Regions from separate parts of the Mus musculus genome. Here regions 2 and 3 are each linked to region 1. Evidence: chromatin contacts called from public Hi-C and promoter capture Hi-C data. All regions are on one chromosome and are shown on one strand. Each heading gives the region's core, a stretch centred on a gene start, on an enhancer-like site or on the middle of the called end of the contact. The rest is flanking DNA. Distances are from core to core; before and after follow the strand shown. Region 1 holds the start of Clstn2 (calsyntenin 2). Region 2 has its middle 75 kb from the start of Nmnat3. Region 3 overlaps Clstn2 (calsyntenin 2).

The links. Promoter capture Hi-C pulls out the DNA fragments that hold promoters and counts their contacts. A called contact is a pair of places that touch in the nucleus more often than the background predicts.
Region 2: a contact with region 1 is called in a promoter capture Hi-C map of hippocampal neurons, with 4 times the contacts expected there. The contact joins the enhancer-like site here to the promoter of Clstn2 in region 1. A contact is called at or near these places in 1 of 39 promoter capture datasets (hippocampal neurons), 4 of 484 Hi-C or Micro-C datasets (cortical neurons, embryonic stem cells, gonadal supporting cells and 1 more) and 2 of 115 datasets of contacts at active chromatin or transcription factors (forebrain and stem cell-derived neural progenitor cells).
Region 3: a contact with region 1 is called in a Hi-C map of cortical neurons, with 1.9 times the contacts expected there. The contact joins the enhancer-like site here to the promoter of Clstn2 in region 1. A contact is called at or near these places in 7 of 484 Hi-C or Micro-C datasets (cortical neurons, embryonic stem cells, nephron progenitors and 1 more), 4 of 115 datasets of contacts at active chromatin or transcription factors (embryonic forebrain, embryonic stem cells and forebrain) and 1 of 9 other capture datasets (pancreatic islet).

Annotation. Positions count from the first base shown.
Region 1 is chr9:98,030,744-98,034,986 of GRCm38.p6, reverse strand. It overlaps Clstn2 (calsyntenin 2), which reads left to right and starts at 1,820. Exons shown (of 18, transcript NM_022319.2): 1 at 1,820-2,126. The coding sequence starts at 2,012.
Region 2 is chr9:98,219,019-98,223,198 of GRCm38.p6, reverse strand. No RefSeq gene overlaps it. Among named protein-coding and RNA genes, the nearest start is that of Nmnat3, 75 kb to the left of the region's middle. Within about 2 kb of position 2,623, at least 3 of the 459 cell types and tissues checked have an H3K27ac peak or open chromatin away from gene starts, as enhancers often do. A contact at or near this core is called in hippocampal neurons, where this site is marked.
Region 3 is chr9:97,846,202-97,849,962 of GRCm38.p6, reverse strand. The region is part of intron 1 of Clstn2 (calsyntenin 2); the gene reads left to right. Among named protein-coding and RNA genes, the nearest start is that of 4921534H16Rik, 160 kb to the left of the region's middle. Within about 2 kb of position 1,687, at least 18 of the 459 cell types and tissues checked have an H3K27ac peak or open chromatin away from gene starts, as enhancers often do. A contact at or near this core is called in cortical neurons and forebrain, where this site is marked.

The DNA.
Region 1 (4,243 bases), core at 571-3,070:
AACAACAGTTAGCTTAAGGACCTCCAGGGATGATGTTCAGTCAGTAAGGAGGTTCTTGTCTGAGTAAACAAGGGGGGTAAATATCAGCCAAATGGGATGGAGCACAAAGGATAAAAAAATGGGTCGATTTTACATTTCTCTCATTCACTGGCTTCTCTGACTTTGCATGGTCAGCATCTACCTCCTTCTGGATTATAACTTTAAAATCTGAGAAGGGTGAGAGGTCTCTTGATGTTGGCTTGGAACTTGGTAGCTCTTTACCTTGGGTAAAGGAGTGACCTTACTCCAGAAACAAGAACAATAGCACAGGTGTTGCTTCATGGACTAAAGGGGACCTGCTGGCCAAAGAGCTGAGTCCCCTGCAGCCACCAGGATTTGCAGCTGTTGAGCACCTCTTGAGGTCTCAAATGTTGAAGTTTGTTTTTAACACCACAGTCTCCCAGTGTGCTGCCAGGACCACACAGGGAGGCTGGGCAGCAGAAGGCTCTTAATGTATTTTATGGCTTGGTTGAGTACTCCGAACTACACTTATTAATTATGAGATGCTGTTCAGTCAGTGTTGCAATATACACATTTGGCTAATTGATTTGTACAGGCTCATATCGAGCAACATAAAGAATGTGCAGGACCATAAAGCGGGGGACTTTAACTGCTTTCATCCCCTTTGGCTTCTCCAAGAGGGACAAAGACCTTGTGTCCTTCATTGCCTAACGGGGCATCCACAATCATTTAGTGCTCAGGAAATGTCTTGAACGGGATGATGAATGAAAGGATAATTTTGTTTGTTTCTGTGTTTTTTGTTTTTTTTTTGTTTTTTGGTTTTTTTTTTTTTTTTTTTTGCCTCATTTCTCAACTGCACATGACCCTTGGATCGTGAGAAAATAGTACATCTATGGAAATATAGTGATTTCTTCCGAGCGGTTAGTTGATTTTACTGGGAACCTTCTTGATCCTTTGGCAGCCTGATGGTGGTTGGGGGTGTATTGTGGTGGAGAACTATATGAACCCCACCTCCAGAGACAGTGTTCCTTGGCTTGAGATTTTAGAAGGCATGATACCAAATGGCATACTCTTACCTAGGTAGTGACAATGTAAAGGTGGCAACTTCTGAGGGAGAAGTTTGAATGTGCTTCCCACTGAAGACTGACAGTTGCCTTTTCTGACTTTAGCTAGTCCTTTTGACTCTAGCAGTGGCTGTGCCTGCTTCACTGAGATGGCACAGAGCCCGGGCATTGCTACGCAGGTCCTAAGTGATCTCTGCCCTACAACTCCTAGAGGCAGTGGCCTTTTGCAGCTCTAGTGAGCGCCTGGCGCCCTCCCCAGACCAGGCGGCATAGAGCGTCCATCCCTAGACCATATCCAAGGGCAGGGTCCACAGAGACAGCATCCTGGCCCCTCCGCAGGGATGTCGGTTCAAAGGGCGCATCACAGTAGGGTCGCCTGCATCTTTACAGAAGGTCCTCGGGCGATCACTTGGTTGTGGCGCTCGCAGTGCCTCGGGGCTGCAGTTTGGAGAGCCGCAGGGGGGGACGCCAGGCCCTAAGGCTCCCCTGGAGCCTCCCGCATGGGTTCCACCCGCCGGAACCGGCGCCTGACCGAGTCGGATCACGCGAGCGAGCGGCATAGGGGATGGCTGTGGAAAGTTGGGGGCCGGAGCTGCGAGGCGGGGGAGCGCGCAACCCCGCGCCGATGTCCGCGTCTCATGAATATGCACGAGCCACCTCCCTCCCTCCGTGACGTCACGGGCCGTCCCGGGGTGAGCGCTGGAGCCGCTCCGGGTCCGCGCCAGTGAGTGCTGCTGTTGCGGGAGAGCGAGCGACGCGGCGAAGGGCAGCGGAGGCGGTGAGTGAGGGCGGCGGCGGCGGCTCCAGAAGCGCACCCGGCAGCTCCAGGGAGGCGGCGCGGCAGGCACCGGCGGACACCAGCGGACGCCAGCGGACACCGGCAGGCGAGGCCGGCGCGAGCGGTAGGAGGCGGCGGCTGCAGCTCGGTGGCGGCTCAGGCGGCGAGGATGCTGCCGGGGAGGCTGTGCTTGGTGCCGCTCCTGCTGGCGCTGGGCGTAGGGAGCGGCGGCGGCAGTGGAGACGGCGGAGACAGCCGGCGGCGCCGCCTCCTCGTGGCGAAAGGTGGGTGCTGGGGAAGTTTGTTCCTCTTCTGGAAGGAAGCAGGGCGGGCTCGAGGGTGCAGACCCTGGACTTACTCGTCTAACACCCGCCCTTTCTTGTGGCAGCTTCGGCTTCTGCGCGCACCGTCCTCGAAGTGTGCGCCCTAAACTGTGGACCCAAGAGGTTCTCCAGCCCAACCTCTGGGCGGGGTCCAGGCGCCAAGGAGAAGGGGAGGTCTATGGAGTATAGAGAACTTTGGGGGCCCTGTGTGCTGGGGTGGGAGCATCGCGGGGCTTGGCTCAGGGATGCTTTGAGCAAGGCAGGACATGGGCGCTGTAGCGGGGGCTGGGGAGTGGGTGAAGCAGGTGTCTGTCTGCTTCTGCTTTGGGGGCAAGAACCAGGGGCGTCTTCAAAGCAGCGAGACGAGCTGGACTGGCACTCCAGCTTGAGGATGGCGTGGGAACTTGTAGGCTCCTGAAAGCCTTGCCCGCACCCAGGCGCTCCTCCTGCTCCTCCGCAGCGCGGGCTCTGGCTCCCCTGGGAACTCACGCCCTCAAGATGGGCAGAGTCCGGAAGAAGCGCGGGATGTGATGGTTGCTACTGCGGCTCACACTCTGCTTTTCTTCGGAGGACCGAGCCTCCGAGCCTAGAGCTCCTCTCTGGTCTTTATAGTTGATCTTGACCTCTCTAATCCTCTAAGATTCTCCTGAACGCTGGCGTTATCAGGGGAACCTGAAGCCCGCAAGCCCCAGACTTTGACAGCTGTCTGGGAGCGCTGGGAGAAGCGCAGGTTGGGGAGCCTGCATCTGGAGGGCGGGTCTGGAACAGAAGGTCACGCGGTAGCCAAAAGCTGGGAAGCATCGCAGGAGCCCAATTGGGGTGGATGATGGTGGGCTCAGGGAGACTGTAGCAGATTGCAGGATGGAGCGTTTGGCTTAAGTGGTAACTTGTTGATTCTCTGCACTGTTGACGAGGAGGGCGTGCTTTTGATTTCTGCCAGGTGAACGGGTGACATATGGTCCTTGGAATTCTGTCTGGCGATATTTTGAAAACAGAGTTTTTGTCCTTGTTGGAAAAAGATTCCCAAGTAGAGACAGCTTGATTTAGAGGTTTGTTGGCTGAGCTGGTATGAAAAGCACAGCAGCCTGGATCTCTCCGGAGACAGGGCAATTGGGGAAGCAGGCCATTCCATTTGCCTTGTCTGGACTTTGAGAGCGGCCTCTCCTGACATTTGCAAGTGATAAATTTGGGAAAAGAGGTGCTCCTATTCTTTTTAATCTATTGATTTCTGGTGACATAAAATGGAAAAGATTTTATGCACAGGTGTCTTTCTAACACGTACCTCTCCTCTTCCTCAAGGAGTTTCTTTTTCCCTTTCTTTCTTTCTTCCTTTCTTTCTTTCTTTCTTTCTTCCTTTTTTCTTTCTTTCTTTTTTTCTTTTTTTGAGAAGACAGAAAAATTCATCATGAAAATGTCTTTTTAAAAGTGGTATGGTAAAAGGTTGTCTGTATGAAGGGACCAATGTACTATGCTGTTGCTGTTGTTCTGGTGAAAATAAGGATAGAAACCGAGCGTCCGAACAGTCTGTTCTTCCAGTACGGACACTTTGACAGGTAGGCAGATTTCATCCTTTCAGGGGAGCTCACGGTGAGTAAGGATTAGAGAAGGAGTAATTTGGGAAGAGAGCCCCTCCTGTAACACCTTGCTGAGTTTGCCAAGAATGGGAAATGAGAGGAGAGGGAGAGAACAAAAAGCCACAACAAATGCAGGCTTCCACAGGTCTAGATTATGTAAATAATTGTATATAAAATAATTTAAATCCGTAATTTTCTTCCCTTAGAATATATCCATTTCACATTTAAAGCTATTTGTCATTCTACTCTAAAAGTTTTATTGGCCTTGAGAATAGGAGCTACTCTGGATTCTCCTTGTCTTTCCCCTTCAAGCCACAAGGGGGCTGCAAAGAGCACCATTTATTTATTTATTTATTTATTTATTTAATTTATTTATTTCGAAACAAGGACTATTTGGTCACAACAGACACATTTATTATAACAGTTTATTTAACATTTACAGGTCAGACTTTCTTTATTTCAGTGCACTTGAAGTTTACATTTCTAAATTGTACAACCCCTGAG
Region 2 (4,180 bases), core at 1,374-3,873, 190 kb before region 1:
TGATCCATTCATGAGAGCAGAGCCCACACTCCAGATTACTCGCTCTAGCAGTTCTGTATTGGGAATTAAACTCTCCGCACATGCTTCTTGGACTATACATGTAAACTTTAGTACCAAGTGTCCACCAGAATTAGAAGAAAACCCATTTAAAGCAACAATTGAAGAGTAATTATTATTAGTTCACACAGGAGCATCTCGTACCTCCCATGCCAGAAACTATGCTCCATCCCACCACACTGAGATAAAACATGGCCTCTTAGGAATGGAGAGATGCCACCCACAAGTAAGGGAACAAAAGCAAAGCCCCAATACCAAGGAAAAGCATCCTTTAATGTAATAAGATGATTCAGATACATCAGGCAGCAATGACATGCTGCATGCTGTGTGAAAGGGTGAAGGGAATCAATGCATTGTGGGAGGTTAGCTTATTTCACATTTGCCATGCATTTTGTTGATAAGGGTGCCATTTTTCAGGGAGAGAAAAAAAAACATGTATAATGTGCGTTTAAAGTACTAAGTATTACTGATATTGGGTGCATTTCAACCCCTCTCCCAAAAAAGAGAAAATCTTGGCTGCTTCAAGATCAGAAGGGGTCTTTGTTGTCTGATATGTTTATTAGAACCCACAGGTAGCTTTCCCAGAAGGAGATAACAAGGGTAGGTGGGTACACAATTTCTCCACAGCAGCAGTTCTCAATTTGTGAGTCGTGACTCTTTTGGGGGTGGGGGCCTCATATCAGATATCCTGAATATCATATATTTACATTATGATTTGTAACAGTAACAAAATTACAGTTATGAAGTAGGAAAAAAAGTAATTTTATGGATGGGGTCAGCACAACATGAAGAACTGTGTTAAAAAGTCACAGCATTAGGAAGGTTAAGAACGCTCTAGAGGTGTCTAGGAGACCCATTCTGTTGTCTGGGCTTCAGTGTCATCAGCTGTGTGGCTTTGGGGGAGCCATTAACATCCCAAAACTCATAATTCTTATCTGTAAAATAAGAGTCACAATGATATTGCAGAGAGATGCTATGATATCACACAAGAGGCCTCTTTAAAGAAGCTGCCCAACTCAGTCATAGCTTATGTCACCAGTAGTTTTAGTTGCCAACTTGATACACCTGAAGGTTGGATGCTCAATAGAAAAATTGTCTCCATGGATTGGCCTGTGGCCACGTCTGTGGAGCTTTTCCTTAATTGCTAATTGATGTAGGAGGGCCCTGCCCACAGTGGGTGGTGCTACCCCTGAGCAGATGGTCTTTTGTTGTATGAAAAAGCAAGCTGAGCAAGCCATAGAGCAAGCCAGTAAGCAATATTCCTTCACTGTCTCTGTATCCATTCCTGCAGCCATATTCTTGCCTTGAGTTCCTGCCCTGACTCCAATCAGTGATGGACTATCACTTGTGGGCTAAAATAAACCCATTATTCCCCAAAGTTGGTTTTGGTCAGCGTTTTTGCCTAAGCAATAGAAAGCAGACTAGATTATCAAACTGAATACATTGTGTGTGTGTGTGTGTGAGTGTGTGTATGTGTGTATGTATATATACATATATATACACATGTATATGTATATACGTATATATGTATGTGTATATACATATATACGTATATATATGACATTTAAAAAATAACCACAGAATTTAATGAATTTCCATTTATGACAGCATTAGATTCTAAAGTTTTCCACAAATGAAACTTTTAGATGGGATGGAACTTCTCTGGGTTTTGTGGCTCATTCATTTAAAAAGACTCTTTTTACAGCCCACAGCATGCCTCTGTTTTCTTAGTCCCCTCTTCTTATCGTTTTTTATTTGGCTGGGTATCTATTTATCTAGCATTTATGAGGCTGTCAGTTGCCATCTCCTCCCCCTTTTCATTATAAGACGTTTCACACTTATACAAAAGTAGAGAATATAGAATAACAGATCCCCCCTTTCCCATCACCCAGTGTCAGTAATTATCAGCTGGATACCAGTCTTTTTCCTCTGTAATTTTTACCCACTCTTTCCCACCCCATTATAGGCTACAGAAGAGAGGATTCAGCTATTTTTATCACTTCATAGGCTGTGCCTCTATAAGGGAAGAAGTCTTTTAAAAAGTTATAGCCATGATTTATATAAAAAATCATCAAAAGTTCCTTAATTTTATGAAACAACCAACATAGACTCAAAATACCATGGTGCTTTATATCATCTCTACATTTTTTAATTAAACAAAGTTTAAAGTTCATCTATAGTGATAAAGTGATGCCATGCCTAAGTAATTTTTAATTTGTTGGTTTCTTGTCAATCAAAGTATCTTTTCCTTTGTATCATATCTGTTGGAGGGTCTGGGTCATTTGTCCTGGAGAGTTCATCACACTTTGGGTTCTGCTAATAGAATTTATTGTGTTACATATTAAGAAGAACTGCTCCTGTCTACACACACACACACACACACACACACACACCTATGTGGTTAGATCTGTGTTAGATCTAGAAGCTTGCTTCCCTTTGGGTTACATTCTTTTCAAAGGCAGGCTCACTTACCCGTGGTTCTGTTTGCTGGTATCAGGAGGCAGCAATGTTCATTGTCTGCCCGTGCTGCTGCAGACATTGAAGCTCACTGTCTAGAGCCATGAATTTATTGGAGTTGGCAAGATGTTCGTATGCTAATTCCGTCCCGCCGCCTTCACTTATTAGCTAGAATACATCTATAAATGGATAATTCCCTCCATCAACCCCGCAGTTACCCTGAGGGATAGTTCATTTAGGAAAAACAAGATAGATGCTTGATTATCTCTCTTTACCGTTTTCTAAGATAATTACTTGGTTAATTTGTGCCTTCCAATGCTGACTAGTTTATTTTCGATTTTTATAAACTCGTGGGTTTAAGGATATTTCATGTCTTTCAATCCGTTTCAGTCATTATCATCATTGAAGCTCAAATCACCTTCCCTTAGCCAGTGGGAGTATCTTCAAGCCTTCTCCTGAATCTTTTTAATTTTTTAATTTTTTTTTATTTTTGGTGCTTTAAAGTTTTTATTCAATGTATTTTTTTTTTTAGTGTTTATGAACCTGTTCTTTTTTTCTTTAATTGGATATTTTATTTGTTTACATTTCAAATGGTATACCCCCTTTCCCGGTTTCCCCTCTGCAAACTTCCTATCCCATCCCCCCTTCTATGAGGGTACTCCCCCACCCACCCACTCCCGCAATCACAACCCTAGCATTCCTCTATATTGGGACATCAAGTTTTCACAGGACCAAGGGCCTCCCCTCCCACTGATGCCAGATAAGGCACCTTTAGCTCCTTCAGTCCTTCTCCTATCTCCTCCACTGGGGTCCCTGTGCTCAGTCTGATGGTTGGCTACGAGCATCCACAGCTGTATTGGTCAGGATCTGGCAGAGCCTCTCAGTTCTGCTGAGTCTTTTTGGCATTATACTAGAAGCTTCTGAGTGTTTTCTTACAGATCCCATCCCATCATGCATTTCTCCAAGGCTTTCCAGATTCATTTAGCGAGAGGATGGGCATCTCCAGAGCTCTGTGCCATGCGTTAGCCCTTGTTTCTGGGCCTTCTTAATGGACAGAACCAAGGAGACATGAATGCATACGTAAATATGTTAAGATTAAATTTATTGTGAGCTAATTCTGCTGCTACCTACTCCGGTTTAGGGTTATAGGATTTTACTTAGCCCCATTGATCATCTGTCTATATGCTATTCCTTCCTAGTGAATACATCATTTTTCACTGTCACTACATAATTACTCATGTGCTTTAGTGTAACACACACACACACACACACTGCCAAGGCATAACTGTGCAAACAGCACTACCAATTCCACGTCGAAAACACTTACGCTCAATTTAAAAATCACTGGCTAGATGCCTTTATTCAAGCACTTGGGGGTATAGGCAGGACTGCAATTGGGAGTTTAAGGTCATCCAGGACTACAAAGCAAGGCTTTGGCAAAAGACATAAAAGGGAAACAAGCAAATAAGGAACAAAAGAAAGAAAGGTAAGGTGGAAAGAATTCCGGAGCCAGAGGACATGGAAGACTGTCAGGAAATGCTGCCATCTATGTGTGACCTTGTCATTTTGATCACAAGTACACAGTTGCTATGGATGTCTGCACAAGACTGGGCCCCGAAACATTCCATCAAGAATAGGGGAGGTGCCCATGAGGCTCCACCCCTTC
Region 3 (3,761 bases), core at 438-2,937, 180 kb after region 1:
CATGTGTCTATAGAGACAGGATGTAATAGGTGTACCATTTCTCTTTATGGTACCCCATGCACAGTGAGTGTACCATCTGTTGAATGATGTTGTGGCTTGAATGTAAAATGTCCTCAGAGGACTGATGCTTGAACACTTCAATTGGTGGCACTGTTTTTGGAATGTTGTAGGACTTTTAGGAGGTAGAATCATGCTAGAAGAGATAAATTGCTTGAGATTGGCCTTGAAGTTTGATAGACTGGCCCCTCTTCCTGTCTAATCTCTATTTCCTGACTGTTCACAATGTGAACATTTGCTTCATATTCTTCTGCCATATCTTCACCACCATGATGAATTACATCCTCAAACTGTGAACCAAAATATCCTTTCATCCTTTTAGGTACTTCTTTTCAGGTATTTGTCATGGCAGCAAGAAAGGAACATAGATGAATGATGACCATGAATGGCAAGTGGTTTGATACAGTTTGTACCATTCTACTTGACATGGAAACCTTCACCATCCATCTATTCTCTCTCTCTCTCTCTCTCTCTCTCTCTCTCTCTCTCTCTCTCTCTCTCTCTCTCACACACACACACACACACACACACACACACACACACACACTTTAGCATGGTCAGTGTTCTCCAGTGTCTGGTGGCTGCTTCTCTGGGAACCTTCACTGGAACCCTGCCAATGAAACTGGTTGCAATATCTCTCTTCTTGCTCTGGTGGGGGTCGGGGTTCCTAAGAGCATGAGGGCTTTAAGAACAATTTAAGTTTGGCCTTAAGGTCCAAGGAGTAAGACTCCTGAGGGCCTATGATCCAGATTCCCCACTCCTGGCTCCAGTCCTCAGCCCCTTTCACCCTTCACATTTGTGTGAATAGAGAGTAAAACAAGAAAACTTGCCTTTGTGTCAGGGAAAGAAACCATGAGTGGCTAGGACACTGTTTGGTGGCTTGAGTGGAAGAATGCCACTTGTCATTGGGAATGTCCATATAAAGAACAGTCCAGCTGTGCAGACATCCTGTCTTCTGAGGTTCAGCTTCCATGATAAGGCCAGAGAAGACTCTGGCCAGCTTGTACTTTATTACCTTTTGAGAAAACCAGACTTACCAAGCCTTAAGTAAGAGGGGCAGTCAGGAAGTGCCAATCATGGGGGTGGGACTTGATTATGAGATCCAAACAGGAACAAGGTGAAGCTATTCTCTGGTCCTTCCTCCAGCTAGCTTGCTTCGAATGTTCCTTAGGAAGCATACATGTACCTGCAATGGAGCTCCTACAGGCCACCAAAGGTCTCACACATTCTGCAGTGGGAGGTGCGTCTCTGCTACTAGCTTGTCAGCGCATCCTTAACAGTGTGAATCTATTAGCTGCGTGGGCTTGGCACATTGAGGAGACAAGCCTGGGTGGCCTGCTTAGCTTTAAAGGCAGCAAAATGCAGTGGATGTATGTGAGGGTAAGATCATTTGGTACACTATAGAAGAACGGCACAGGTTGGCTGTAACCGCTAATGGAATCATGCTAGCTGAATCATGGACTCCTGATGCACAATATAACTATTTTATTAGATAATAAAGAATGTCTTTCCTCCGAAGAAATGGATCCTTAGAAAATTCTGCTGCACAAACCTCCAGAGCGCTTTCTAAGTGCCGTATTAGCTCCCCTAATGGGCTGGAAACCTGGTATTAATGACGCAGGGAGAGGGCGTGCCAGGGAGGTCACATGGGAAGAATGTCTGTCTGAGGGTGGAGAAACTCTGGGCATACATCCAGGAGCATAGATTCTTCCTCTTCTTTTTGTTCCTCTTTCCCCTTTTCAGCCTTTAAATATTTTTAAAAGCAATTTTAGTGCAGAAATCTGCAGTCTCCAGGGCTGCAGAGTGCAGAGTCACAATTGGCTAGCTTTGTCATGGAGCTTTGGAAACTCAGTGAAGTCATCTGTGTGTTATTCTGCTTGCACTTCTATAACAAGACACTCGAGTCTCTGTAGCATTGCAAACAACAACAATTTACTGCTCACATGTTTGCATTTGGAGAGTTCATTTTCAAGGTGCTGTTACATTTGATGTCTGGCCAGAGCTGATCCCTTTGCTCCTAAAATGGTACCTTATTGCTGCATCCTTGGGTGAGACTGGATGCTGTGTCCTCTCATGAATGAAGGGCAGAAACATGAAAGGCTCTACCTACTTCCCTCCCAGGCCTATGCAAACCCCCCAACTCCTCTTCAAAGACAGTGTTCATAGCTCAGCCCTTACTGAGGTCCTGATATCTTAACTCTGTTAAATATATGTTTCCAGGTCAATTTTGGAAGGTCATATGCATCCCAAACAAATCAGAACTCTTAATCTCAGTCACAGATTTTATTTTTGAGGCAGGGCTTTTATGAAATAGTCAATGGCTTAATTAATTAACCCTATATGGGGAGAGTCCTAATTTGATATGCTTAATGACCTTACAGGATAAAATGACCCCCCCTGCTGGGCAGTGGTGGCACATGCTTTTAATCCCAGCACTTGGGAGGCAGAGGCAGGTGGATCAGCAAGTTCAAGGCCAGCCTGGTCTACAGAGTGAGTTCCAGGACAGCCTGGGCTACACAGAGAAACCCTGCCTCAAAACAAACAAACAAACAAACAAACAAACAAACAAAATGTCTCCCCTCTACCCCTCCCTCATTCTCACTTTCTACCTCCCTTCTCCCTTTTTCCTCTTCCTTCCCCTTCTATCTCCCACATGCAATAAGGTATGATCCATTCAGAACACAGCAAGAAAGGCCTTGATCTTTGATTTCTAGCTTCCAGAACTCTAAGGAACTAACTCCACCCCCCACCCCAAACAAAAAATAAATAAATAAAACATACAACAAAACAAAAACCAAACAAACAAAGAACAAAAAAACCCAAGTACTTATATCATTCAAGCCACAAAATGGCTACCTGAGCACAGCATTTGGAAGCAATTACTGGCCTCTGTACACAAAATCTACTTTCAGAGTTAGTGAGATATAGTGGCTGAAGTGAGTTGGAACCGTGGCCTTTGATAATCTCACATTCTAATGTATGCCTTAGCTCAGATCAAATTTGAGGCATGGTTCTAGGTAACATAGTCAGGCGTATACGGGGAAAGTCTATGAGGGAACAAAAGGGATGTACTCACAGTCCCAATCAAGGCATTAATGTGGCCTCAGGAGCGAGAAGGGAAGGTAGCTCCCAGTGAGGTAGAAGACCTGGAGGTTGAGATTGTCAGGTCTTTGATTTCATCTGCTTTCTTTCCTCAAAGTGGGCCAGGCCACATTACCAGCTGTGAGGGAGAATTGAGGAGGTAGGATTGAGAGGAGAGAGGAAGGTGTCAAATGGGCACATGTGACCTGGGGTGCCTGGTTGTCAGGAGGACCCATGAGATTGGGTTCATTGTGCATATCAAGCACAGCCATTGCCTTCTGCTTTCTGGTCTCCAGGCTCATGTACATGAGCCCCAGCTTGGGGTCCCCCTAGGCTTTGTTTCCTGACTGTAGAGAGGGAAGGTGGAAGAGCAGGGGGTGAGAAGAAAGATTCTAGGGAAAGCTTTCTCATTCCTGTATGTAACTAACAAAAGATGACAATGAGAGCATGGAAGAGAGAGACCAGATCAAAGGGGACCAGGGTGCTGGAGGTCCCCTTGGGGTAAAAGGATTGAATGAAAGGAGAGAGGGCAAAAGAAATTCATTGACACTGAATAATTGGAAAAAAACATATGGGCTTTTCCATTGGTTGATAATGATGATGTATGACCACAGAAATAACCA